Linked DNA regions of Xenopus laevis: region 2 is linked to region 1. The links are chromatin contacts, called in public Hi-C maps. All regions are on one chromosome and are shown on one strand. The core of a region is the stretch at or near the end of the contact, and the rest is flanking DNA. Distances in the headings are between cores, read along the strand shown. Region 1 overlaps LOC108711290 (talin-2). Region 2 holds the start of LOC108711290 (talin-2).

Region 1 (7,948 bases), core at 3,614-6,113:
ATTGGCGAGAGTGAAGCTGATGAGAGGTTCCAGGTATCTACAAAAACATTTTCTTAGCAGTGAAATGGACTATACAACGATTTGGTTTTTTTACTTACATTTTGCATTGTTCTTATCCTCTAGGATGTGTTGATGAACTTGGCAAAAGCTGTAGCTAATGCAGCTGCCATGCTAGTTTTGAAGGCAAAAAATGTGGCTCAAGTGACTGAAGACACTGTTCTGCAGAATAGAGTGATTGCTGCCGCCACACAGTGTGCACTTTCCACTTCTCAGCTTGTTGCTTGTACAAAGGTAAGTAGTGCCTTACTAGCTGTGGGAAAAAGTAGTGAGAAAGTATTTTGCTCCTGAGTATAAAAACACCTGGGCATTATTACAGGCTCTTTCAAAGTTTGTTAGTGTGGGAGTTTTGCCAAGAAAAAGTGTTGGGCTACTTGGGCAGAACTAAATGTAATAGTAAGGTGGTTGTGTAGACCCTTACGGGCAAGAAAAAAATCCAGCATTTTATTGCTTGGGTGATTTTGTAGCTCAGTAGATAGGACAAAAACATAAAAAATTACCCCATTCGCTTTTATGGAAATCACTTGCAAGCTCAGTTTTTGCCTATCTGAGAGCACTTTTAGGTGATTGCTATAACAATTAAGGGTAGCTCAAAGAAGGTTGGAGTGCAGGACAAATCCACAGCAGTAGTCTGAGAATGCAAAAAATCCTTTTATTGATGAGTGAATATCCAAACTCACACTACATGGTTCAGGCTAGGCCCTTTTTCAATTGAAAAAAGGGCCTAGCCCGAAACATGTAGGAATGTCAGATGTAGTCGCAGCATGCATCCGACACTACTGTGGGGTGCAGACGCTGCATGCAGTGGCTCGGACCTAAGTCGCCCATGTAGTTCTACCCTAATGGGTGTATTTTTAAAGCATTTCCCTCTTTAAAAGTTTGTCTGATAACATACCTCTACTATACAGGGTGACCATTAAATTGCAGCAGAATTTAAAGGGGTTGTTCACCTTTAAATTAAATTAACTTTTAGTATGATTTGCAATTGTTTTTCATTATTTGTAGTTTTTGAGTTATTTAGCTATTTATTCAGCAGCTCCCTGGTTTGCAATTTCAGCAATCTGGTTGCTAGGGTCCATATTACCCAAGCAACATGCATTCATTTGAATAATAGACTGGAATATCAATAGGAGAGGGCCTGAATAGAAAGATGAGTAATAAACAATAGCCTTACAAAGCATTTGTTTTTATATGGGGTCAGTTACCCCCATTTTAAAGCTAGAAAGATTCAGAAGAAGATGGCAAATAATTCAACAACTATAAAAAGGAAAAAATGGAGGTCAGTTGAAAAGTTGCTTAGAATTAGACATTTTATAACATACTAAAAATGATCTTCAAAGGTGAACCACCCCTTTAAGAGGGCTTAAACTTAAAAACTTGTTTTCCAAATTATTAAATGTTTTCACTGTTCCAATTAGTATGTTTTCTCTACCACACCCAGTCTCCTGAAAGGGGTACCATGACATATGTATCCACTTAGAAATAAAGAAATTAGTGTCAGTGAATCATAGATATATTTACTGTATTAAAAGTATTAGATTATAACTTTATGTCTCTAATCCAATTTTTCCACTGATGCATCCAAATGAATCATTGTCTATCCCTGACTGCATAGTTCAGTGATTACAAAGTAGCTGGTCTTTCTTGTCGTGGTAGCTTCTAACATTTAGTTAAACCATAAAAAGAGAGATGTTGCAGTACCTGTAATGTTGTTGGCATCAGATGAATGTGCTACAAAAGAGTCAGCTTGTAAATACAGCAGACTATAAAATCTACCTTCTGATATTGAAACCGATTACTTCTGTTGAAGTGTACCATACTTGTATGTGTCTTGCCTTAGGCACAGTAGGGAATGTTTTCTATTACAATAGCAGAGCGTGTGATAAGGGCACAGACTGGGCTTCTCTCCATCTGTGTTTTCTCCACAGGCAGAGAGAAACCTATTCACACCCATCCACTCTGCTGTGTGTCTGCATTGACAGGCATTGGTCTGCGTGCAGACACACTAAGCAGATATTGCATATAAATGCATAGTTTTTAGGCTAGAGTGTCAGACTAGGTGTTTTCCCTGCCATCTGAAAAACCCCAGTGGAGAAAGCGCATTTATGTAGCTGCACATATTTATTACATGTAATAATGACTCCTGTCAAACCCTTACAGGTGGTCAGTCCAACCATTAGTTCTCCTGTGTGCCAGGAGCAACTGATTGAAGCAGGGAAGTTAGTGGATCGTTCTGTAGAGAACTGTATTCATGCATGTCATTCAGCTACTGAGGATATAGAACTCCTGAAGCAAGTCAGTGCAGCGGCCAGTGTTGTCAGTCAGGCACTGAATGATCTTCTGCAGCATGTTCGTCAGTTTGCAAGTCGTGGAGAGCCTATTGGATGGTATGACCAGGCTACTGACACCATCATGTCAGTCACTGAGAGTATCTTCAGCTCCATGGGGGATGCAGGTAAACATCACTGGCTTAATGCATTTTAGGCAACTTGCTTTCTAAAGCATTTTCAGTTGACAAAATAACCTCCCTTTGTTTTTTTCCATTGTTCTTTACTGTTTTCCATTCACCTTCCATGCTTAGTAACGACAATAATAATGCATGTGTTTTAAGGCAATGGTATACGTAAACATTCTGGGCCACGTCTGCATTTTACAAGCCACAATCCCCTTACACTATTGTGCATCTGTGATAACAGGCAATGGGATGGATTCTGAGCTTTTGTCACCTACCCATGGAGCTATTTATTAGGCAGGTAAAAGTACACCTGGGATTGCTTCAGGTATCATTGCCTTTAAATAAAATGCAGAAAATACATACACAATCACTGGATTCTTCAGCCGTAATTCATATCCAGGGTGTGTGTTTTGTTTACAAATACTAGAAATGTTACAGAAGACTTAGTCATCAAGGTATTACCTTCTGAATACACAGTTATATGAATCAATAGGATAACAATATGAGCTTGATAACTATAACCCATAATAACCTGGGTTAAAAGTGCAGTGCTATTTCCAAATCATTTTAATGCTTTTTGCATTTGTTCAAAAACAGTAAGAACATAAGTACTGCATGTATACAGTTAATAGTAGGTTTTGTAATTTCTTAGATAAGTGAAGTGTTCTTTGTATATTTATGTTGTTGCAGGGGAAATGGTGCGACAAGCTCGAGTGCTTGCTCAAGCGACATCAGACCTAGTAAATGCAATGAGGTCAGATGCAGAGGCAGAGATAGATATGGACAATTCCAAGAAGCTTCTGGCAGCTGCCAAACTGCTGGCTGATTCTACTGCTCGAATGGTCGAGGCTGCAAAGGTAAAATTCTGAGGGGTTCAGAGCAAATGCTTGGGGTTGGTAAAGAAAATGTTAGTCAATATTCTATTTTGTTGGAGAGGTTTTTAAAACTGTAGTTGTTTTACATGTGGCTTATTACAGGGGGCAGCAGCCTATCCTGAAAATGAAGATCAGCAACAGCGACTCAGAGAAGCAGCAGAGGGTCTAAGGGTTGCAACAAATGCAGCTGCCCAGAATGCTATCAAGAAAAAAATAGTGAATCGCCTAGAGGTAGGAAAAGAGTACACAGTTTGTCTCTGTGCTTTGGTGTGCACAGAGACAAAATATATGCAAGATTTTATTTATGTACTGCAAAAGCAACCCTAAAATACAATTTTAACATTTAAAATATTTTTACATTTACTTATATATGTTTATCCATGCCTTTACTGGATTACTTGCTTTTCAAGCAATAGAATTTATAATTTGTTGTCACACAGTATTAAAAGAAGGTGCTTTATAGCAAGCTAGGTTTCACATCCAAAACACAGAAAATAGTTACACATTGGTAAACTGACTGGACCTACAATTGCTTATTTACCAACCAAGCTATTTATTCTGACACTTTTTTTTTTTTAGAGGTGAACAATTTGGTTATACAAATGTCTGTTGCATAAGGTTATAGGGCAAGGGTGCCCAGACTCTAGTTATGCCTAACCTCTTAAGTGTTACGTTGTCATAGATAGTCTAACTTCATTGCTTTACACTGACTGATAAAGTGAGATAGTAGTTCTCATGTACTATCCCTGTAGAAAAAGGTTACCAGATGGGGGGTGGGGCGGTATTGCCTCAGAAACACCCCCTGCTGGTCAAACTGGGCAGAGATTTGTTTGTTTGATGACATTGCTGAATGAGCGAATCTGTGCCTGGTTTGGCCACCCACTCAGGCCAATGATCCAAATAATAAAAACAGGCCTATGGATATCTGTCAGATGAGGACCACATCAGTGTTCCAATGTAGGTCAATTTCTAATTTCTATCTCCATGCCTCTTGAAATATGTCTTCCTGTTCCATCTGATAATTAAAATGCTCTTTAAACGTGGTCACTCAGCCATCATTCATTTTCATTCTTTCTGTTTCCCCAGGCAGCTGCTAAACAGGCTGCAGCAGCTGCTACACAGACGATTGCAGCATCACAGAATGCTTCTCTTTCCAACAAAAACACTGCAGCTCATCAACAGCTTGTCCAGAGTTGCAAGGTAAAGGATATAGGCATCACAGGACAAACTAACAGTGAATATAAGCAAGCAAGCTTTCTGGGCATAGTTCCCTTCTTCAGGCTTACATTTTACAAAATGAGTATACTGGGCATATATATTCATGTATGGGCATATATATTCATGTATTTTATTGTTTGAACACAGCATTATAGAGAAAGTAAAAGAACTTGGGTATTTAATTTTGAATAGCTTAATCTGATTCACTCATTATGCACATGCGGTGATGTCAAACAAATGCGCATTAGGAGTGAGAATTGTGACATTGTGCTTAGTGGCCAAACATGGCCTTGCACTGGGAGCCTCTCTCCACCAACTGGATTGGGAGTTGGGGAAAATATTTTTTGGTCATAGGTTGCACTTTAAGTCAGAATTGAAGTTACATAAAACATTTTGGGATTTAGTAACACATAAAAAAAAGCTTGGTTGCTTTAGGTAATTTGAAGTAGACCAGAACATAGCTTGTTACCTTAATTGTTTATCACTTCTAGGGCACCGTTTCCTATGAGCGCACTGGCTATTCAGCTGGTGTACTTGGAGGGAGGTTGGGTGGATCTTTGTTCACCCCCTACAAGTAGTGTGTATTGGGGTAAAACAATGAAGATTTTCTGCAAAGGAAGCTATATTACTGCATAATCTTAGTTTGAAAAAAAAGACTATTGTATTTACTTTTTTCCATGTAGGCTGTTGCTGACCATATTCCTCAACTGGTGCAGGGTGTGAGGGGCAGCCAGGCCCAGGCAGATGATTTGAGCGCTCAGCTTGCACTCATTATATCCAGCCAGAACTTCCTGCAGGTACATCCATTGTGCATCAATGACTTTGTTACTAAAATAAACTGGTGCATTCAAGTATAGCCACACACTCTGACTTTTAACAACTGGGTTTTAACTTCTCTGAACTCACTGGACAAAGCAATACATGGGCATAACAACATATGCTTATAATGGTCAAAAATAGCAAATTTATATATTCAGCATGTAGGTTCTCTTCAGGCCCTAATGCTCATAAGTTACAGAAATTGTAGTTATTATGTACAGTGTTGACAGGTAACAATATACTTGCGATAGCATTTTATATATAAAATTTAAAATAAATTCATATGCTTGCACAGAATACCTGATATGTTTTTAATGTTTACCAGCAGTTGGGTTTGCAAGAAGCTTTTAAACTTAATATGTTCAGTATGAGTATTTAGATCTGTTAATATACTTTATATTACTTTATATATTTGACTAAAATCCCTTGGCCAGTATTACCCATTCTAAAATAAGTCATTCATTGCCTGATTGTTAAAGGGAACATTGTGTCTTACGTCTGTATTTCTGTTTTTTCAGCCTGGCAGTAAAATGGTGGCTTCAGCCAAGGCTGCTGTGCCAACAGTGACTGATCAGGCAGCTGCCATGCAGTTGGGTCAGTGTGCCAAAAACCTGGCAACCAGCTTAGCAGAACTGCGTACAGCAGCTCAAAAGGTTAGTTATATTGTGTGTATTACTGGGTAAGAGTACAGATACAGTATCTATTATCAGAATGCTCTGGGTCTGGGGTTTTCTGGAATTGGAATGGATGAATGAGAATCTTCAGGAAAATAGTTGAATCAAACCACTCCAGGCAGTATTTTTTAACTGCAATGTGTTTTTATTAGCAGTGTAGGCACACATGTTTCGGGCAAGGCCCTTTATCAAGTGAGACTTGATAAAGGGCCTTGCCCGAAACGTAGTGTGCCTACACTTCTAATAACAACACATTGCAGTTTAAAAATACTGCCTGGAGCTGTTTGATTCAACCATTTTCCTGAGTTATTGTACCTTAAAGTGTAACACAGACACCTGAATCTGCAGCTATAAGGAATCAGAAATTGGTGTCTGAACCAAGAACTTTTTACTATTGAATGAAAATCTTCATAGTCATTATCCACATTGTTAGATAGTTGACACCAGATAATGAATTGTCAATAGATTATAAATCAGCTGCTGCTGTAGTATTGGAAACACTGCTGTATTTAGTGTACAGAGAATACATAATAAATGCAGCAGTTTTTCAAATACTGATAGCAGCAGTCTGATTTTACCTTCTACTGATAATTGAACATTTATTAGTGAAGCACAGATACCAAATGGATCGACAGTGAAACCATTTTTCCATTCAGCAACCTGCTGTTGGCTAATCTGTTTTTAAACCAGATGTACTTGGAAACACAACAAGGCTGTGTCTGTTGCACATTGCATCCCTTCACATTTTATGTTGTGATACAACATTTTCTAGTTGTTTTCAGTGGTGTCATGGCTTAAATATTAAAAACTGTCACTTTTTTATTACAGTAGATAGAAATATTTCTTGAGAAGGAAGGCAATTGGGTTGTTTAATAGGTACGAAAAGCCAAGTATTCTAGGTTATCTGTTTTACCCTTTTTTAGGCCCATGAAGCTTGTGGCCCAATGGAAATTGATTCAGCACTGAATGCTGTGCAGACATTAAAGAACGAACTGCAGGATGCTAAAATGGCAGCTGGTGAGAGACAACTAAAGCCACTTCCAGGAGAAACAGTAAGTGCAGCACTATGCAGTTCATTTCAGTTTCACCTTGATACTGCAAATCCAGGTGTAATTCTTAAAGGAAAACTACACCCCGCAAACAATGTAGGTCTCTATAAAAAGATATTGCATAAAACAGCTCATATGTAAAACCCTACTTCATGTAAATAAACCATTTTCATAATAATATACTTTTTTTGTAGTATGTGCCATTGGGTAATACTAAATAGAAAATTGCCATTTTAAAAAATAAGGGCCATCCCCTGGGATCGTAGGATTCACTGTGCACACAAACATACCAACAAACCATACATGTTAGGTCACATGAGCCAATTAACAGACAGAGTTCTGTCTTTTGCTTCAACACTTCTTCCTGTTACAGTTGTAGTATTTCTGGTCAGGTGATCTCTGAGGCAGCACACAGACCATCATGAAATGGTGGCTCAAGGCAAGAGATGTAAAAGGTCAATATTTACTTAAATATTTATTCCAGTTTGGTAAGATTCTTTAATATGCCACGTAATTTGATATAAACTATCTGTTGCTCAAGAATTCATTTTGGAGGTATAGTTTTCCTTCAAGAGGGTATTTCTTTAAACAATTCATGAATTAGTGAGTTGATTAGATACCACTACAATTTTACAACTACTATGATTGTAGCAGAGTGGGTTCTTGAGCAGCAACACTATGTCCTATGGTGGCCTGTGGAGAATGGGTTTTCTCTGTTGAGTATTTCCAGGTTAAATTACTTCCATCCAATTTATGTGTCTGCAGCTGGAGAAGTGCGCTCAGGATCTTGGTAGTACCTCT
Region 2 (7,948 bases), core at 2,257-4,756, 77 kb before region 1:
ACATACCAACAAACCATACTTGTAAGGTCACATGAGCCAATTAACAGACAGAGTTCTGTCTTTTGCTTCAACACTTCTTCCTGTTACAGTTAGAGTTTTAGTATGTCAGGTGATCTCTGAGGCAGCACACAGACTATCACGAAATGGTGGCTCAAGGCAAGAGATGTAAAAGGGCAGGATTTACTTAAATATATAGACCACTTTGGTAAGATTCTTTAATATGCCACTTAATATGATATAAACTATCTGTTGCTTGAGTGTTCATTTTGGGGGTATAGTTTTCCTTTAAAGGAGAACAAAACCCTCTAAAGTTAAAAGCCCCCATCCGCCACCCTCTACTGGTCCCCTGCCTGCTCCCTCCCTGCATAGTCTTCTACTAGAAAAAGTTTTCCTGGCAGCAACACTGACCTATCTATGCAGAGTAGTGCATCTTCAATAGCTTCAGCAGCTTCGGCTTTCTTTGTGAAGTGACTGCCAACACTTGAGCTTCTGGCACATGTACAGTTGGAGCAAGTCCATATTATTGGCAACTGTGCATGCACCGGAAAGCCCATGAGCTCCTCTGCGCTACTCTGCATAGAAAGGTCAGTGTTGCTGCCAGGGACACTTTTTCTAGTAGAAGTCTATGCAGAGAGGAAGCAGGGAGGGAGGGCAAGTGGAGGGTGCCAGGTGGGGCTTTTAATTTTAGGGGGGTTGTGGTTTCCTTTAAAATACATTTCTGTAAAGAAACTCCTCATATTGCCAATTTCCTCACCTTGGGACTCATTTATCAACAGTGGATACATTTGCACCTTGCACCCTGTTCTATCTGCAGCTGTCTGAAATAAGCTTATCGCTGGTTGCTGTAAATTTGCCCATTGTCAATTAATGAGCCCCTAGTATCTGACACCCCCTTCTTATTTTAGATTGTAAGTTCTATTGAGGTTTGCCACCTGGCTGGCATTTTACTAGCCTGACCTGTAATAATGATGCTTGATATCAATAATGATGCTTGATATCAATGTTATTAATAAAACAAATAGGAAGAGAAGGCCACAGACATGTAAACTCACCTGGAAGTTTCGGGAGTCACATACATTTAACAAACCCTTAACTGGTCATCCACAGTTACAGCCCAGTCATCTGATGACAGTAATTTACACCTGAACCCATGCCATTGAAAAGCATTAAAGCCACGCCATTGATCCTCAGAAGCATCCAGACCAAGAAGCATAATCAGGGTGTGTTGCTAGGGTGTATTGGGGCAGATTGGGAATGAGAGGGAAGGATTGGTCGTAAGTGATTTACATGTTAAAATTTCTTCAATATGTGGTGTCCCTAATCTGCTTTAACAAGAGCGGAGGCAGGCCCGGATTTGTGGCAAGGCCACAAAGGCCCAAGCCTAGGGCGCATATTTTTAGGGGGCAGCATGCATTTTTATTTCCTGGTTCCGACACCTGGAGCACTGTAAAGCCTGGAATTTTGATGAATATTTGAATCTTGAAGTGTCCAGTCTGATGCAAGTGTCTATAGGAACAAGTAAACTTATGAGGGGAGCAGAGGGGCCAAGCAGAAGGCGTGAAAGCATAATGTGTGTGCACACATGCATGCGTTGGGGTTGGTAGTCAGCCTAGAGCACATCATTTGTAAATCTGAAGCTGACTGGAAGGGGTGCAGTGTCGGACTGGGACACCAGGGGCCCACACTCAGTACTATTTTCTTCCTCTCCTTACTCAACCTCTATTCTCCTAGTCTCTTTTCTTTACATACTATAATCTATTATTCCACCCATTTAGCCTCTTTTTTCTCATAGAATAGGGAATGACCATGAAATAGGCCAAAATTTAGCAGCATGAGGGCCCACTGACACCTGGGCCCACCGGGAGTTTTCCTGGTATCCCTGTGGTCCAGTCCGACACTGAAGGGGTGAATGCAAGTATATAAACAGTAGCCATCTGTGTCCACTGTTGAAAGTTCAGTTGGGACAGAACAGGGTGGGTCAGGAAATGGTTGAGTTATTAGCAAATATTGCTAGCCTAGCCACCCACTGTAGGGGAACATCATTCATCCCACACACACTTTATAAAGATGTTATTACTAATAATAATAATAATAATAATAATAATGACAGACAGGCCCGGATTTGTGGTAAGGCCACCTAGGCCCGGGCCTAGGGCGGCAGGATTTTAGGGGGTGGTATGCTGTCCAAACACACCCACATTTGTTAAAAACACTGGGGATGTTCTGGAGATACAATCATTTTTTTAATTTCCCCATTGCTCCAGTGCAGATGATGAAAATTTGCACGAATAAATGGGAGGGGACAGGGGCGACGAATGGCAGTGGGCCAAGAGGTGCCCACTATGTAAATCCGGCCCTTATGACAGAGTATGGGGCGTAACAACAGAGGCAGCAGACCTTGCGGCTGCAGGGGGCCAAAGAAGGATTGCCACCCGGCCGGTATTTTACCGGCCTAGCCGGTAAAACACCCGCCAAGGCCGGGGCCGGTATTACAACATACCTCCCAACATTTTGGAAGTAAAAAGAGGGACAAAAAATGTTTTCCCGCACGTAGCGCAGCAATTTTTTGACCACACCCCTTTCTGTGGCCACACCCCCTAATTACCATGTTTGTTTTACAAAATTTGGCAGGTTATGAAAGTTTGAAAATATTTCTCCTTATCTAAACTGTGTTTTTGTGTCTCAAAATTGTTACAAAGTATCTTATTTGCACCTGTTAGCTGTTCTGGGCTCTCTGCTAAAGGCCAATTAAGTGAGAAACTTTGTTTCTTTTTCTGGCTGTTCAGTGCAGAGAAAAGAGGGACTTTCCAGTAAAAATGAGGTACTGCGGGTTGAGCTGTCAAAAGAGGGACTGTCCCTCCGAAAAAGGGACAGTTGGAAAGTATGCTACAAATTTACCAGGAATGTAGCTGCTGGTAAATTTGTAATATCCCTAACTAAAGCCCTTGGCCCAGCCCAATCTGTGCAAAACTTACCTTTTTTCGCTGCCTGGCCAATCACACGCCGCGGCCCCGCCCCCTTTGATGTCACGCACCGCCCCTTTTGATGTCACATCTGGCCCCTTTTGACATCAAGCCGTGCCATTTTTTACCGCCCCCAGCAAATTTTATTGAAAGGTGGCAACCCTAGGCCCAGGAGGTATAGGGGGACCCATGAAGCCCTAATTAATGAGCAGTTTCAATTTCTATTGGTAAAACAGGACAACCTCTGGATATGTTGAGGGCCCTAAAATGAATTTGTTGTGTGGGGCACAGTAACATCTAGATACACCAGATGATACTGGGCCAGAGTATAAATAAAAAAATAACAGTCTAAGTTACTTGTTAGTTAAAAATCTTTTAATACACGAAAAATTATAGCACACTTTAGGGAAATAGGCACTCGCGCTTGCTGTTGAATAAGAAAGATTGAATAAAAGGCATTTGACAAAATCATGTTAGACTGAATGCCAGCCACAAGATGGCGCCTGTTGCCATACCAACCCTGACCTCCCTGTACCCGCCAGAAGCGCCGCTGCGCAATGTGATTCTCTGCTTTCTCTCACACCCCCACTCCTTCGTTGCACATGCGCATGAGGCGTTTCGGGGGGTCAGGCAGTGCTTCGGGCGGAGAGACAGTGAGAGATGGAGAGGGAGTGACCCAGGGACCAGGACAGGGTAAGGGGGAAATAAAGCGGGAGAAGATGGCATGTAACTGGTTGAGCATTGATGTGTTTGTATATGCTAGAAGGGGGTACACACGGTGTTTAGGAATGTGCAGAGTGAGGGGCTAACATAGTACGATGTATATATGCATTTTGCTGAGATAAGGGCTGGGGTTCTATGCGGGGACACAAATGCAGCATTTATCAGATGAACATACGGGAACAATGTGCTGGCTTGTAGTATAGCTGTGATGTATGTATATAGTGTGTGTGTGTGTGTGGGAATGCGCCGGCTCCATGTACAGATATATGTGTGTTCGCCGCTGTAAACACGTGTGGAACATAGCAGTTGTACAGCAGACAGGCTCAGGATAGGGGTGTGTGTGTGTGTGTAGCCCCGGTGTGCAAGGATCGGAGCAGCCACTTCTTCCACTGACGCTCTGTTGCAGAAAGCCATTCAGGAGATGTATTTGGGCTGGGTGTCCGGGAAGGCTTGGAGGGCAGCACTGGAATTTAAATCCTCAGCATATGTGTGGATAACATCCCCTCCCTACTAGCACATGGGCTCTCTGCATGCTCTCTGCCAATAGGCACTTCTATAGGTTATATATGTTCTACCTACACAAAAAGTTTTTATTGCAATGCCCCTGTCTCTTTGTTATATCTGTATTATGCAAACATGTAGCTGCAGCTGTGGTTTATACAGAAATAGAGAGTCATACATTCCCAGAGCACATGCTGTATACCTGAAAGAACACATTACATAGCAATTGTCTGCAGTTCTGTGTATTACATGCGTTATTTATTGCTATTAGTATTGTGTTTTGCAGTCGTAAGTTTTATTTATACTTCAGTTATGGCTTCATTACGGTTTAGGACCCCTCCCCACATTGCAGTTCTTTTTATGTTTAAAGGAAACATACTTGTGTAGGGTTAACCTTCTTGCATTTTCTCTTAATTAAAAAAAAAAGGTCATAAATGACTTATGGCACATATCTTTACTTGCATTTGGAGGCAGTATTGGTTAAAATAATTGGCCTCCTGGGGTGTTTTCAAAGCTCCTGCTTTCCCCCACACCAGTACAATCAACCCTACATGTTTGACCATTGTCAAATAAAATAGCTATAAGCTGCTACACAGTTACCGCTGTTAAATGAGATTGGGTATCAGGCACTCTGCTGCTTTATGTGCAATTTATTGGGGCTGGGTAACCTTGGGGGCCTGAGCTGCTACTCTAAAGTCCCATGTTATAATCTCCCACTGACTTGCATAGCCATTTATTTATGACCACAAGGGTTTCTGTTGCTTTTGCTTTGATGTCCATGCAGGAATTCTGCAAACCATTCAACAAAATAATAAAGACTTTGTTTATCTAGAAAAAAAATAAAAAAAAATTATATATATATATATATATATATATATATATATATATATATATGTGTGTGTTTTCTGTAATTCCACTTTTTGTAACAAGATGTTTATAAACTCACTCCTTTTCTCCCCTCCCTAGAAGTACTGCAGAACATGGAATCTGTATTCTGTGGCACACTAACAGGCTTAATTTAGGGAATTAGTCCTAATGGTTTATGTTGTATTTTATTTGAAATAATTGCAATAATCACATACGTTTTAGATGTAAACTCATGTCTGATAGATTGTATCGGTTAAAAGACAAGAAGTAATCAATGTAACCCAAACAGGCAAGATTAGATTATGCAAGTTAATACTATACTATATAACTTTATACCTTTCATTGTGGCCATATTACTTATACAGTACTATTTGGCCAATCATTGTGCTTTTAATAAATGAAAATAAAAGTTAAGTAATTTGAGATTACTGGAATGCTATACCGTGGTGTTTACTGATTCAGTACAGGGAACGGGGTCAGCAGACCTATGCTTAAAGCAGGGGTTTACCTTTGAGGTAACTTTTAGTTTGTGTATATATAATGGGTAGTTCTAAGCAACCTTTCAGTTTTTGAATTGTCTGATTTTTCTGACTCTTTTCAGCTTTCAAATGGGGGTCACTGACCCCACCTAAAACAACCAGATTGCTGAAATTGCAAACTGGAGAGCTGCTGAATAAAAAGCGAAATAACTCAAAGAAGGCAAATAATAAAAAAGAGACATTTGGAAATCGTTTCAGAATTTCACTCTCTCTTCATCAAACTAAAAGTTAATTATAAGGCTAATGGAAAGCTTAAATAAAGCGAAAAAAAACCCTGACTCCTTTCCTTATTTGCATTGATGGGCATGGTGTCGGCCTGTATCCAGACACATGGAGCAAAAGTTGACACGGAAAAGCAAAATTATGCAAATTTCGGCCTAAAATCTGCTTTGAGTGTCTGCTAACATGCCCAAGCTATGGCTGTCAGTGAAGACACCGGAAGGAATGGTTGGGAGTGCATTGGTTTTTCTCTGTCTGCCTTGAAGCAGGTGGAGAAAGGCTGAGCCTCAGTCATGTATGCCATTAAGGCAACGGCAGGCTAAGGGGGTCTATTTATTATGCTGTGTAAAAAGTGGAGGGAAACATTGCCGGTGATGTTGCTCATAGCAACCAATCAGACCTTTGCTTTGTTTATCAACTGTTGAAATCTAAATGCTGATTGGTTGCTCTGGGCAACATCACCGGTAATGCTTCACTTCACTTTTTACACAGCATGATAAATAGGCCCCTTAGCTTATTGAATTATTCTCTCCATCTGAAGATTTTAATTAGGTGGAGATAATCGGCTGCTTCCTGTATCTGCAGTTAAAATTACAGCTTCCGCCTGTGTGCGGCTGCACAGAGTCTAGTCAAGCAGAGATCTGATTGAAAATGCCTGTTTTTGCATTTTGCAGGCCAATCTCCCCTCCGCTCAACAACTACGCTGGAATTGGCCCCTTATTTTGCCTGCACCCAGATTGCATTGTCCTGCATGCGGGCACAAATAGTGGATTTTGGCACCGAATTGCAAACTCTTGCACCTCCTGATCCACAACGCATAGCCCTCTATCACTATTTATTATTCTGATAATTTGTCAAGCAGAGGAAATTGTTTTGTTAGCACATATTCACAATATATGAGCCCATGGGGTTTACTGAATATTTATAGAAAAGGTGGCTGTTAACTCTGCTTTATGTCACTTATAGTTTAATTTCCCCGCTTTATACATGCATAACCTGCGCACACTGCTCACACTCCTTGGGGTAAATTTATCAAAGAGTGAAGTTCCGCCACTAGAGTGAAATTCCGCAGCTCTCCATTCATTTCTATGGGATTTTGAAAGGCGTATTTATCAATGGGTGAAAGTGAAATTTCCCCCGATGATAAATACGCCTTTAAAAACCCCATAGAAATGAAAGGGAAGTTGCGAAATTTCACTATTAACTTCACTCTTTGATAAATATACCCCTATGTCTTTAGCTCTGTTAAACATAATATATAATGGGCAGAGATATGAGGCGAATGCATACATTTCCTGTACAACCCTTTTTTTCCTAAAAATTATTAAAAACAATTTCATGTGTTTCCTCACGTCGGTTCTGGGAAAAAAAGGTTTTTCTAAATGAAAATTATAGTCCACTGTATGCTACGAAATGTTTTAGATTAGATCATCAGCTTCATAAAGTTGTGAATATGAATAGGTTATGTAAGTAGCATGGTGATTTCCTTTAAATGAATATTGCATGGCTGCATTTGCATCAAGCACTGCTGCGTTTTTATTAGGGATGCACCGAATCCACTTTTTTGGATTCGGCCGAACCCCCGAATCCTTTGCAAAAGATTCGGCCGAATACCGAACCGAATCCGAACCCTAATTTGCATATGCAAATTAGGGATGGGAAGGGGAAAACATTTTTTACTTCCTTGTTTTGTGACAAAAAGTCACGTGATTTCCCTCCCCGTCCCTAATTTACATATGCAAATTAGGATTCGGATTCGGTTCGGCCAGGCAGAAGGATTCGGCCGAATCCTGCTGAAAAAGGCCGAATCCTGGCCGAATCCCGAACCGAATCCTGGATTCGGTGCATCCCTAGTTTTTATCTAGAAGCCCATCTAGAAGTAATATATTTTTGATCAAACTGAGCCAACATTTTGAATGGGCCTGATAACACTGGGCTGCCTTAATGACAACCTAACTGGTTTATGTATAGCTAGATTCAATTGGTTTTAGTATACCAACGCATTTTGATCAGTTTCAATAAAAATGTGGGTTTCCACTAGTAATTTCCCATTCACAGCAATGGAAGGTGCTGTAGGTATGCCTATTTGTATTGATAATCAGAATGTCTGGTGTACAGCAGCTCTTAAGGTTTTTA

Evidence for each region. A called contact is a pair of places that touch in the nucleus more often than the background predicts.
Region 2: a Hi-C map of the XL177 cell line shows a contact between it and region 1, with 2.4 times the contacts expected there. The contact joins the promoter of LOC108711290 here to the enhancer-like site in region 1.

The regions. Positions count from the first base shown.
Region 1 is chr3L:97,274,121-97,282,068 of Xenopus_laevis_v10.1, reverse strand. It overlaps LOC108711290 (talin-2), which reads left to right. Exons shown (of 57, transcript XM_041586665.1): 17 at 1-33; 18 at 124-291; 19 at 2,218-2,512; 20 at 3,203-3,369; 21 at 3,490-3,618; 22 at 4,474-4,587; 23 at 5,289-5,402; 24 at 5,943-6,077; 25 at 7,022-7,150; 26 at 7,913-7,948. Among protein-coding and RNA genes, the nearest start is that of LOC108711290, 76 kb to the left of the region's middle. Within about 2 kb of position 4,863, at least 2 of the 7 cell types and tissues checked have an H3K27ac peak or open chromatin away from gene starts, as enhancers often do.
Region 2 is chr3L:97,349,604-97,357,551 of Xenopus_laevis_v10.1, reverse strand. It overlaps LOC108711290 (talin-2), which reads left to right and starts at 3,506. Exons shown (of 57, transcript XM_041586665.1): 1 at 3,506-3,656.